2 separate regions of the Astyanax mexicanus genome follow, and region 1 is linked to region 2. The links are chromatin contacts, called in public Hi-C maps. All regions are on one chromosome and are shown on one strand. Each heading gives the region's core, a stretch centred on a gene start, on an enhancer-like site or on the middle of the called end of the contact. The rest is flanking DNA. Distances are from core to core; before and after follow the strand shown. Region 1 overlaps LOC103046694 (A-kinase anchor protein 2). Region 2 has its middle 33 kb from the start of LOC103046694.

Region 1 (6,749 bases), core at 2,018-4,517, 80 kb after region 2:
AAAACGTATGCTCTCAGCTTGCTTGCTACCTATGTACCTACCTTAGTGTTGCCATTTTATTCATACATTTACCTCAGCAATGCAATTGTAATCATAAATGTAACTCAGCAGTGCTATTTTAGTCATACATTTACCTCAGTAGTTGCAAACTTTTTATCATGAAAGCACTTCAGCCATGCTATTCTAATCAAACATTTAGCAACATAGCGAGTTAGCTATCTTCCTCAACATGGCTATTTTTGTCATAAATTACCCACAGTAGTACATGCTTTTTTAATTATAACTTTATGTAAGCTGTGTTTGAGTGCTGTAGCTGCTTAGAAGGTTCAGGAAAATGTGCAAGATGATTTATTGTTCGGTATAAATTATTAGCCATTTCACACAGAAAGTGTTTTATTGCCATTAATAACTATTAAATAGAGAATTTAGACCCACAATCTTACCAAAGAATACAACTCTACTGCTTCACATCCTAATACTGCAGGCTTTATCACATTAACCATAGCTTGATATTACTGTAGGTATAGTGACCATACAGAGGCAGTTACCTAGACAGGGATTATGCCTAGTTTTAGACAATACAACATTTTAAATGGGGATTTTCTATTGAAATGAAGATATACAGTAGTCTACGTCTAGGCTTAATCCCTCTCTTGGAAACCAACCCACAGCATACAGCAGTTTAATCAGACCTGGCCTGGTGAGTGAGTATCTTATCAGAAATTTCACCAGAGGTGCAAAGCCTTAAGAAACAACTTCAGTAATGAGTTTTAGTGGAATAATAATGTCAGAGTTTGCTAGAGTAATAAATAACAGCCAGAAATAGCTGCAATAATTAATGTCTCAAAAGTCCTGCCAATAATTAGTGTCTGCAATAATTAGTGTCTCAAGTATATACAAGAAACTAAAACTGTAAGAAGAGAAATGTGAGGAACTCTTTCTGTTACAGCCACTGTTCTGTTCATTTTATTCTGGTCAGTATCAGAAACTTTATTATTCAGGTTCAAAGCCTTCAGTAATGACTTATGGTTAAAAACACATTCAGACATCTAGCCAGTGTCAAGAAATCTAAATTTCAAGAAGCTCTCTATGTCACACCTTAGCCTGTGTGTGTCTATGTGCTTTTTTAATCCCATGGCCTTGTTTTATTATTGTTCTGTCTCTGCCTTAACCATTGGTGTTGTCACCTTGTGTCTTGTTTGTAAACCCGCCCCCTTGTTTACTGCTCCCAGGTGTTCCTCATCCTCCTCGTTTATTTAAACCCCTCTGTTTCAGTGTTTCTCGTGGAGTCTTTTGTGTGCCTTATATACCGGGGATCGTTTTGTATGCTTAGTATTTTCTTTAGTCAGGTTTGTGTGTGTGTTTTTTTTTGTGCTCAGTTTGGTCGCAGTTCTTTTGGTTTCTTCTTCTCTGTTTCTAGTTTTGTTATCTTTAGTCTTGTCAGTTTAGTTTGCTTAGTATCGTCTATTTGTTTTGTTATTGTATTATTTGCTGTTTTCTTAATTTTAAAAAGCTAAAACCTGCAGGTATTTCTGTCCCTTCTACCTCAGTCCATGACACTCTAGCAAAAACAACGTTAAATTAAACACCTGGACCCTTTCAGGACCCCCTTGGCCGCCACTGTTTATCTTTCAGACAGACTCTCTGTGTACACTACTGTGTGACATGAATACCAAATATGGAAACGTTGAGTGTTTAATAGTTTAATATGATACCTAAAACCTGTATCTCTACCATTAAAGCAGAAGTGAAAGGTAGTGAGCGTTTAAAAAGCCATTATCAATAAACATTATATCAGAGTGTTTACAGTAACTGTTTCTGCTACTCGTATACGCGTGGTCTGGGTTTGGGTAAGGTATGTTTCAGGGCTGTAAATGACTCTGGTTGTGTTTTGAAGCTCCCAGGCTGATGGGAGAGGTTACTGCTGTGTAATAAATGTGGAATTTGTTTTTGTTTTTCGGATTTGTCCTGCTTTAAAGAGCCTCCAGCCTCTTTTCACATTGTGAATTGTGAGTAGTGACTCATAATTCTTAGAACTAAAGATCCAGATTTGCTGTGTTTGATGACGCCGCACATATTAACATTAGCATTATTTTCCTGACACTGACTTGGCTTCAGCTAGTGTATTTTTAGCGGGTTATTGGGCCCATCATGGCGTCTTGTGTGATAAAAAGCTCTGCCTGCTTATGCTGGATTACTCGAGCCTTTCTGCCAATAATTATTTCTGTCTCTCCCCTTAATGAAAGTCCTGGAAATTATCCCCAAAGCCATGTTTGATCCAGGCCAGGGATAGCAGTGTTTGGAAACGTGCCTGTCTCTATACTGTCGTGGGAATGGAGGCTGGTTCTTGTGCTAATGTTCCTGTGGTTAATGCTCTGTCGGCTAATGATCTTAGACCAGTTTCTGTGTGGAATTGGGGTAGAGGTTCTGCTACTCTAGAGTTACACTGGAACTAGAATTCTGTAAAATTTGAATTTGAAGGTAGAGGAAACTCTTTTTTTTGTCATTGCTTGATCATAGCAGCCTTTCACCCTGTTCCCTACAAATATATAAATGACAAGTATTTTTTCATAATCATTATCATTATCTTAATATCCCAGCAGACAAACCAACAAAGCACAATGCTATTACCCTTATCAGTGCTATTTTAATCCTGAATTTATTTCAGCTGTGGTACTCTAGTCACATATTTAGCTAGCTAGCTTCCTCAGCAGTGCAATTTAATCATACATTTGCCTCAGTAATGCCATTAAAATCTCAAAATTACTTGAAATGCTTCTGCTTTCAGTTTAGAAACAAAATAATACAGACTGCCCTGTCCAAGGGCCGGTAGTGAAGACCAAAAGTGATCTTTAAAATCGTTGCACAGCATGTATTTGACCCAAACCTTTTCCACTCCAACTGTCTCCTTACTTTCAGGCTCCACACAGTTAATTGAAGTTCTTTGTCAAAGCTGAAACTTTATTGTCCCTCTATTTGTTCTATGAAACCTGACCCCTTGTCCTTATTTTTTCCGGCTACGCAGAGCTAGTGAATACAACAGCTAATGAAACAACATTCCACAACATCCTGGCCCCATTTAACCTTTGACCGTTTGTATATAGAAGGAGCAAAAAAGCTCTCTCTTTCTTTTAAAATCCCAAAAGCTCCAGATGATGACATAATACGGGGGAGGCCTTTTTCCCAGTGCCTACTCTCGCTAATCAGAGCCAACTGGAACTAATGTCGCAGCAGACAGGAAGTGGGAGAAGTGGATCAGGAAGCGAGAGTGGCAATGGAGACTGCATGAGGTCATGGACCCTCCACAGCCAGATGGGTCCAGCAGAAGATGACCTCTGCTTCTCTGCCTGTTCTGTGGAAAAAGAAAAGGCCACTGTGATCAAAGGCTACGAGAGTCTTCGTACAGGGGCGAGCGACGCCCACTAGGATATGAGCTCATGACCAAATGGCAGGAACACATGGAGCACATGCTGTATCTGACTGCCAGCTCAGAGCAAAGCTCAGCTATTCTTCTGCAGCTTGGGGTGGACTTTAACTAGAGAGCCCCTAGTGGACAAACAATGTAATAACTGGAAATTATTAACGTTTAATTAAGTGAGTGTCAAAAACCATTACCATTCATTACTAAGAAGAAGAATAGATATTAGGGTTTAAAATACAGGTCCATCAAAAAAAAAATAGAATATCATTGAAAGGTTACTTTACTTCAGTAATTCTGTTCAAAATGTGATAATCATATACAGTATTATATAGATGTAATACACACAGAGTGATCTATTTTAAGCGTTTATTTCTTTTGTTGTTGATGATTGTGGATTACAGCCAATGAAAACCCAAAAGTCAGTGTCTCAGAAAATTAGAATATAATATAAGACCAATTGTGTGGGCAGTGTGCCAAGTCCTGCTGGAAAATGAAATCCGCATCTTCATGAAAGTTGTCAGCCTAGGGAAGCATGACATGCTGTAAGATTTTGAGGGAAAATATTGCACTGACTTAAATATTAAATATTGGATAAACACAGTGGATCAACACCTTCAGATGACATGTCTCTCCAAACCATCACTGATCAGTAAATTTTACATTTCATTTGGAAATCAAGGGAGCAGAGTCTGGAGGAAGAGTGGAGAGACACACAGTCCAAACTCCTTGAGGTCTAGTGTGAAGTTTCTACAATCAGTGATGGTTTGGAGAGACATATGATCTGCTGGTGTTGATCCACTGTGTTATATCAAATATTAAATAAGTCTAAATTCAGTGCAGTTTTGTTTTCCCACAAAATCTTACAGCACTTCATGCTTCCCTCTGCCAAAAACTTTTGTGGAGATGCGGATTTCATTTTCCAGCAGGACTTGGCACACTGCCCACACTGCCAAAAGTACCAATTGGTCTTATATACTATTCAAATTTTCTGAGAAAATCATAATCAGCAACAATAAAAGAAATAAAAAAAATGCTTAAATAGATCATTCTGTGTGAAATACATCTATATAATATGAATTTTACATTTTGAACTGAATTACTATAATAAAGTAACTTTTCAATGAGAGTCTAACTTTTTGAGATGCAAAAACTTAAAAATAAGTAAATAAAAAAATGTACGTAAAATGCACGTGAAATGGTAATTGAAACAGTAAAGATTAATTGTAATTAATATAAAAATAAATACATATACATAAAAATAAATATCTTAATTTTTTAAATTTTTGTTTTGTTTATTTTTCTTTAATTCATTTGCATATTTATTTATATAACTATTTATTTCTGCATTCATTTATTTCACAATTTATTTATTTCAGTTTTTCTTGTCCTTATATGATAATGAAGGAGCTGTCCAGCAATGATGCCATTCTGATGATGCCTCTCTTTAAAATAAATAAAATTGTAAATAAATATACAAATGAATCAAAGAACAAGAACAATGTTAATAAATAAACCATAAATATATATATATATATATATATATATATATATATATAAGAATTATTTTTTACCGTTTTAATCACCATATTACTTTTATTAAGTGATATACTTACATTTTTATTTTTTTATTTATGTTTAACTTTGGCCCTCCATATAGTAATACAGTACTAATAGTATAACAATACTCAATGCAGTACTCAGAAGCCAATGACTTTTGCTCCAGGTCCAGGTCAACTCGAGGCCTCTACAGCACAGTTACAGCACAGTTACAGAGCGCAGGCTGTGCTGTAGGAAGTGCTGCTTTAGCAGTTATTAAAGATAATATACAGCATGTGTCTGATCCCCTCAGAATCAGCCCTGCACAATCCCGGCCTTCAGCAGCGCACAATTCATCCTCACACAGGCTGTGAATGAGCGGCTGTGTCCCGTTTACAGTGGGGCAGAGAGATGCACAGTGCTCTGATTGAGTGCTTTTCCTGCGTCTCCTTTATTTTTCTGCAGGTCATGAATCACAGATTCAGCCGCTCTGACTGCACCGGCCCTGTCAGTACCACCACGACACCACGGCCGCCCTGACGGTGCACAGTTAGATCAATCTGGAGCCAGAGACTCCAACAAAGCCTGTATTATAGTGACCAGTGTTTAGTTATGAGAAGAAGACTTCAGAAAATATTTAAAAATGTATTAAAAGTATTTTTTTTTTACCTCAGCTTTTTTTTTTTTAATCTGCTGTTTTGTAACACTTTTTATTTGTGTAGTAAAAATATAAATAATTTGTAAATGTATGCATTAACATTTGAAATATAATTTTAATTCTCAGTGTTAAATATCTGGTGCTTTATTTATACAAATAAGAAAAAGGAGAATTGTTATAACATTGTTTTAATATTACTATTTACTACAGTAATTGAAATGATCATTTCATAAATATAAATTCATGTCTTTCCATCACTAGAATTCCCAAATAGGAAATTTTGAGTTTCACTTGGGGGCGTGTCACTAAAGATAACTGATAGCTTTATTTAAAATGAGGGTTTATTAGTTATTTCCCAAAATATAATCACTACAGACTACTTTTTAACGGTTTACTCTCTTCTGCACCTGATCAGTATATGTTACTGATATTTCTACTGATATTTATATATTTATTACTCACTGGATTCTCATATTCAGATCTTGCTGCACTAACCGCAGTCCACCACTAGATGGAGTGAAAGAGCTTCTGCTGAAAATAGAGGATCAAATTACCAAAACTAATAAAACTCTTTATAATCAACCAATTATTAAAACACAGTTTTTGCTATAAACAATGTTTGTTTTGTTTGATGAAGAGCTATTTATATATTTATATATTATATATTTATATATTATTTTTTTTTAATAATAATAATAATAATAATAATAATAATAATAATAATAATAATAAATATAGCCGCAAGCGGCAATCATCGGGTTCAAGCACCAACTTGCACAATGGTGCCTACTGGAGCATTGAATGGTGATGTGTAAGAAGGTCTAATATGATTGGAGATGCCCTGTCACATTTAGAAATTATCAAGTTTTTCACCTGTTATTAATGTTGAGCAGAGGCCTTTCAACCTGATCAGTGCTTAAATTCACATGTAAATCTAGTGAACTTTGTAGGATATTCATTAAGTGATTTAGAACTAGTCAAAAGGTGTCTACATGTTATTGGTATTGATCAGGTGGCTTCAACCAGAATGTTCACAAAGTGGTATTCAGATTGACCTTTGAACCTTTGCAGAACAAGCTGAAATGTTTGACCAAACAAGTTTAAATTAACACAAAGGAGTGAATGTTCTGATAT
Region 2 (7,173 bases), core at 2,658-5,157:
TATCACACTGGATATCTTAGGTTTTACACATAGCACAGTGACGATTCAGGGCTTAAACTGAAGTAGACACTTGGGACAAAACATTAATTCACTTTCAGGAGGGATTTTTTATTATTTAGGTTCTGTTTGAGAACATTAAATGCAGAGGAAAATGTAAAAAAAAAAAAAAAAAGCGCCTGTTAAATTTGGAGTTTATAATGTGTGTATGGATATTGGTGATGAATAGTCAATCATTCTCTACACTTCCTGGCTTATTAGGGTCTTGACAAACAAATTACAACATTTGAAAAAATTAATTGAAAGCACTGAGAAGGTACGCTGCATTTTATTAGGTGTCCACCAGGCGTCTCCAAAGGCTTCAAAATCTCTCCAGAGCGCCCCCAATATAATACAGATATAAATCTGTCTCTGTACAACCACAGTTTAATGTTTTTTTTGTTTGTTTGTGATAAAATAAATTAATGTAATTCCATCTCAGAGTAATATTAATAGGTTTTGATGAAATGACACACAAAATCACATGTTTGCGCGCTGTGTGCGCTATTGAGTTTGGCGTTTGGAGTGTTTTTTTTTTTTTTTTTTGGTGACAGCGCAACACGTGGTGACGGTTTGGCATGCCCCTCCCTCAGCCATTAGGAGACCAATCAGGGCACATTACGTTTCAGTGTTTTCGTCTGAGGGTGGATTATTGGTTGAAATAGGTGTCAATCACTTTTGTGACGCTGGAGAAAGGCTAAGACCTGATTTGATTGGACACCCCTGAACACCAGCGCGGTCCAGCGCTCACGCCATTGGTTCAAAAGACGATCACTCAAGAAAAATAGTGGTTTGTAGACCAATAAAAACCACAGAATCTAGAAGAGGACATCCTTAGCTTTGTATTCACGTACAACTTTACGTGAAAATATTACATTGTGTGGACGCTGGGAGCCTGAGAATATTACGTTCCGGTTGCGCTGAAACTAAACGCATGTTTGTGAGGAGAAGTGAGCAGGAGAATAAAGGACTTTATGGATGTTTTATCTGCGGTTCAGTGCTGTATTGTGGATGCTGTGATAGTAAGTGCATTTTCTATAATATAATCTGATGTTATTTTACATATTAATAATATTTTATAAGGCTATTTTGTTGGGGAGGCGTGTTTCCCATGTAAACAATCTGAAAAAACAGGCTGTTTTCAGTTGGAGATTTCTGGCGACTGGTTTCATGTAGATGGCTGAAAATCTGCATGCAGGTAGTTAAAGTAGTACTAATGAATATGAGTCGGTTAGTTGGTCGGTGTGTTTAGAAGTTTAGACGCTTTTAAGCATTCTAATTTACATAGTCAGAACGGGCCCGCCGACGGGCCCGCTAGAGGGCGCTTTTGCAGTAAGAGGTTAATAATCAATCTTCTTCTTCTTTTTCTTTCGGCTTTTCCCTTTTCAGGGGTTGCCACAGCGAGTCATCTTCCTCCATCTCCCTCTGTCTTCCATGTCCTCTGTCCTCACAGCAGCTACCTCCATGTCCTCTCTAACTGCGTCCATATATCTCCTCTTTGGTCTTCGTCTTTGTCTTTTTCCTGGCAGCTGCATGTCTAAAATTTTTCTACCAATGACTTTAATAATCAGCATAGACTATATAAACACACAAATACTGATAGATGGTGAATTGGACTGTTGGTAAAAATTTGGCATTTAGTCTAATATAACCATCTGAGGGGACCTGGTTAGTGTGCCAACAATGGTCTTTTATCCATTTGCTTTACAGACAGAAAAGCTTGCTATTTTGCTTATTTGCTGTCAAATGAAAGGAGGTACAGCACTACATTGTGCAGGATATACGAGGTGCTCCAGCACCAGGGGTGGGATCCGATGGTGTAGAGTGGAGTGTATTAACATACACATCCACAAGATGGAGACTAAACCCTATAATCCCAGCATCTGCTGCCATGTGTCCAATGCAATTTTACATCAGCCTCAGGCAGCGTTGTTAGCTTCTTTATGAGCCTTTATGAGGCCTGCTCTGTAAATTCAGTATCACTTCATGCTGTATTAGTTTATACAGTAATTAAAGATAATATTTTATACAGTGAGATGTTCTAGATGGCCTACATAGACTGAAAGCAGCATTATTGCTTTTTTTAAACTGAAAGCAGTAGTATTTCTGAGGTGGTCTGGGTATAATAGTTTTTTACAGTATTTCGTAAATGTCCTTGCATCTATTGTATCCCTGTTGGTTGCTAGGTTGTTGCTAGGCAATTACTGCTATTACTATTACATGTAATTACTATTGTGGTGTCAAATATAACATATTTGTATTATTACCATGTTATAACAATGTTGTTATTATGTTGCAACTACCATGAAGTGTTTTTTTTATTCTTAGCGTTATTACTTTGTTATTATAATGTAATTACAAGGTTGTTATCACTGTGTTATTGCATTATCACTATTTTATTATACTATTATATTGTAGTTATTGCATGGTGTTGCAGTGTTATTATATTGTTTATTATTGTTTATTTCTGTTGGGTTATCACACTGTATTAACATTTTATTACTGTTTATTTACTATTGTTATTGCATTATTATTACAGTTATTGCAGTATTCAGTAACTCAAAAATGGCTTAGCGTAGAAAGTAGTTGTTTAAACTTTGTAGTTTCGTAGGTCTTGTACATGACACTACGGCTATGATTTTTATGAATTTATAGACATCATATTGTTAAATATGAGATTTATCATTCTCACCACAGGGGTCTCTAAATCCCCTAAATTCCCCATAACTTACAGACTGTTGCTTTAAAAAAAGCTAAATAAAAGAAAGGGCTGCTCTGCCAGGTTAGCACCTAGCCGCTATGTTTGTTGACTCAGAGCCTGTTAAACAGTGACCACAGTGTTGTGAACTGATCTCCCTGTAGACTTTAGTAGTGGAAATTGTAACAGTTGATATCTGGACCTTTTAGTGAATCTAAATTCGGTAGTGTGAAAAGTGTTGTGACTAGAAGTTAGTACAGCGATTAGCTACGGCCAATGTGACCGCAAAACATGAGTTAAAAAACAAGCTGATGGTGAAGTTTGCGTTCATTGCAAATCTGCACACGAACAACTCGTTTAACTTGTGTCTTGCACAGTCGATTTTTCTTTAAGATTTCACAACAATGTTTTTCTGTATGCTTTCATAAAACATGTATTTCAAGAGCACGCCAATTCATCCCAGGGTACCTCCTGGTGAAAGATCTTGTAATTTGTGATCCGATGTCCTGATCCTGATTAGCCATGTTGAGTGCAAACCTCAATCAATAAAAAGCATCAGGTTCACCAACATGAAAGTGTCACTGTGCTAATGCTCAGCCTCCCTTCCACATGCTGTGTGCAATTACACATTCTCACCAGAGGGGTCTCTAAATATCTAAATAACTTACAGACTGTTGCTTTAAAAAAGCTAAATAAAAGAAGGGGCTGCTCTGCCAGGTTAGCACCTAGCCGCTACGTTTGTTGACTCAGAGCCTGTTAAACAGTGACCAGTGTTGTGAAGCTTTAGTAGTGGAAGTTGTAACAGGCCTCTAGTGACCTTGAACAAGGCCTCAGATGAGGTGACAGCAAGAGGGATATTCACCCGCTGCCTAAACAAGTCAAAGGAGAATTCCCAAACGACAGGCTAACAAAGCTAACATTGTATTTATCAGCCAGTCATATCTGCTCACTCTCCGTTAGCCTTGTCACTCACAGCCATGCTTTACCACTTGCTGGTGGAGTGAATGCGGTGCAGTGTGGGATACGAGTAAGTGGGCGCCTTTGTCTTTTGAGACAGGGAAGAAAAACAGCCGTGCGAGTGCTGAATCCAGCTGGCTAATAGTGAAAGGTAATGTACACGGCCGGCAATGATACTGTTAACTGATCCTTGTTGCGACCGCTGCTCACGCTGGGTCGTTTTCTGTGGGGAAACTATGTGTGGGTGACCTGCGTGACAACGTGAGGCCCTTTAGGAATGTTGTGGGATCGTGTAGCGCTCTGGATATCAGAGACAGCGGCTAATAATCGCTAACGTGTGAGCAGCGGCTAACTTTAAATGTAGCTACAGCTCATCTTGTTGCTTGGGCCCACTTTGGGGCCTGTTGGAATATAGACAAGAGGAATATAATCAAGAGGAAGATGGATGATCACAATCCATCAAACCAAGCTGAACTGCGTTAAATTTTGCACCAGGAGTAAAGGCATAAAATTATCCAAAAGCAGTGTGTAAGACTGGTGGAGGAGAACATGTCAAGATGCATGAAAACTGTGATAAAAACCAGGGTTATTCCACCAAATATTGATTTGAACTCTTAAAACTTTATGAATATGAACTTGTTTTCTTTGCGTTGTTTGAGGTCTGAAAGCTCTGCATCTTTTTTTTTTTTTGGTTGTTTTTTTTCAGCCATTTCTCATTTTCTGCAAATAAATTCTCTAAATGCTCTAAATATTTTTATTTGGAATTTGGGAAAAATGTTGTTGGTAGTTTATAGAACAAAACAACAATATTCATTTACTCAAACTTATATCTATAAATAGCAAAATCAGTGAAAAACTGATTCTGAGCCTGATTCTGATGATCCAGCATCATTTAAAAAATTGAAATCAAAGCTAAAAAAAAAAGATAATTGATGGTTGCATGCTGTGTGTTAGACTTTGTAGGTCATGTCATGCCGTACTTTAGAAAGAATGCCTTGTATTATTGGACTCAAAGGAAAAATGAATGTACCAACATTGATATATCAGTGTGCAGAAGGTCAAAAACATGTGTTTTTTCAAATGTTTCCTCTGAAATCGATGGTATCTTTTCTTTCAGAGAGCTGAATATGTTCCTATGGCTGCAGAAAACTGGTTATGGTTTCTTTTTCTGTTTGCTGTGTTGCGTTATTAGAACCAGGATTTGCACTACAGCGGTTTAAAACACCACCTACAGCTCTGGAAAAAATTAAGAGACCACTTCAGTCTCTGATTTTGCTATTTATAGGTTTATGTTTGAGTAAAATGAACATTGTTGTTTTATTCTATAAAATACGGACAACATTTCTCCCAAATTCCAAATAAAAATATTGCCATTTAGAGCATTTATTCACAGAAAATGATAAATGGCTGAAATAACAAAAAAAGATGCAGAGCTTTCAGACCTCAAATAATGCAAAAAAAAACAAGTTCATGTCCATAAAGTTTCGAAATCAATATCTGGTTTTTAATCAGTTTTCATGCATCTTGGCATGTGCGCCTCCACCATTCTTACACACTGCTTTTGGATAACTTTATGCCACTCCTGGTACAAAAATTCAAGCAGTTCAGTTTGGTTTGATGTCTTGTGATCATCCATCTTCCTCTTGATTATATTTCAGAGGTTTTCAATTTGGTAAAATCAAAGAAACTTGTAATTTTAAAGTGGTCCCTTATTATTTTTCCAGAGCTGTATATACATATATTTATTTTTTCCAGAGTGGTATGTGCCTTGTCCAACATCACTACAGCTAGGTTAGCATGATGGTTGCAGGCCTCATCCAACATTGCTATGGTGGTGTTAGCATGCTGAGGACCAAGCTCGTCCATCCAAAATCACTATAATCATGTTAGCTGGCTGGCTATTGACCTCGTTCAATATTGCTACAGCATTTTTAGTGTATTAGCCATCAACATTTTTGTGAGAAATTGATTGCATTCATCTACAAAGCATTAATGAGGCAATGTACCAAAGTTGAATGATTAGTTCTGGTCCACAAATGAGAGAAAGTCCATTTCAGAAATTGTTTCAGTTGAGCTTTGTCACTCCAAAGAATCCAGATCCACATCTCCACAGTCCAGTACTGGTGGGATTTGTACCTCTTTAGCCCACCAGTCCTCAGGGACCTCCAGTAGATAATCCATATTCTTTATCCAACCCTACTGGCAAAATAGAAGAATAGAGCAAATTTGTGCTCTTCCTAGAATTTAATAATTACTGCTGTAGACTTCTAGAAACGTTTAAGACATATATTGTCTACAGTGAAATGATCTATATTAATTTATTATGCTACTATGTACAGATGTATTCATTTAAACCATCTGCGAAAATTTCCACAGCTCATGATTTTGTAAAACCACCAGTGACGAGTTCCAGATGGTGAGGCTGTCTTAAAACCACAACACCTACCAGAAGATTAAGGACGAGTAGACGCCTTAAAAAAAGCCTTACTTGAAGTACTTCCAGGCAGTGATAACGTTACACCAAATGCTGCCATAATCTCAACGTTCAAGTGCGTGACACAAAGGAATGCACAGTGCCTTAGCACTTACGCTAACTGTGACCTTGGATGTGTCCCCTAAGAGTAGTCAAATGTGTGGCAGGTGTCTAAAGGATATCGTTTTTAAATGAGCTTTGCTTTGCTACAGAAGCTAATTTCCTAAACAGTAAGAGAGCAAGAAAAAAATAAGAGAACACTTTAAAATTATGAGTTTCTTTGATTTTACCAAATTAAAAACCTAGAAGAGGAAGATGGATGATCACAATCCATCAAACCAAACTGAACTGCTTGAATTTTTGCACCAGGAGTAAAGGCATAAAGTTATCCAAAAGCAGTGTGTAAGACTGGTGGAGGAGAACAAGCCAAGATGCATGAAAATCAACTGTGATTAAAAACCAGTATTATTCCACCAAATATTGACTTCTGAAAAATTCCTTTCTTAAAACTTTATGAATATGAACTTTTCATATTTTTTGTTATTTCAGCCATTTCTCATTTTCTGCACATAAATGCTCTTAAAGACTATAGTTTTATTTGGAATTTGGGAGAAATGTTGTCCGTAGTTTATAGAATAAAAAAACAACAATATTCATTTTACTTAAACATATACCTATAAATAGCAAAATTAAAGAAACTGATTCAGAAACTGAAGTGGTTTCTTATTTTTTTTCCATGTTCTAAAAGCAATGATTCAGCAAAGAAAAAACATATTTTACTATTTTTTTTCCCTTAGCCCAGTCACAGTTAGTCATCTAACACTTGTTTGGTGTAGGAAGTTTGATTTCCTGGAGCACCGGAGCAACAGCTAATGCTATGGAAAGCCAATGTTACCAAATAATAATGAAACCTTATGGTCAGTTTTTCTCAAAAAAGTCCTCTTTTAAATTGTGAAAAACACATCTGGCTGGATTATTGTTAGTTTTTAATGCCTTTAAATGTGTCTCT

What was found. Hi-C and Micro-C count contacts between places; a contact is called where the count stands out from the background.
Region 1: a Hi-C map of muscle shows a contact between it and region 2, with 19 times the contacts expected there. The contact joins two enhancer-like sites. A contact is called at or near these places in 2 of 3 Hi-C or Micro-C datasets (both in muscle).

The regions. Positions count from the first base shown.
Region 1 is chr20:25,565,069-25,571,817 of AstMex3_surface, forward strand. The region is part of intron 3 of LOC103046694 (A-kinase anchor protein 2); the gene reads left to right. Among protein-coding and RNA genes, the nearest start is that of LOC103046694, 47 kb to the left of the region's middle. Within about 2 kb of position 3,268, the one cell type or tissue checked has an H3K27ac peak away from gene starts, as active enhancers do.
Region 2 is chr20:25,484,419-25,491,591 of AstMex3_surface, forward strand. No RefSeq gene overlaps it. Among protein-coding and RNA genes, the nearest start is that of LOC103046694, 33 kb to the right of the region's middle. Within about 2 kb of position 3,908, the one cell type or tissue checked has an H3K27ac peak away from gene starts, as active enhancers do.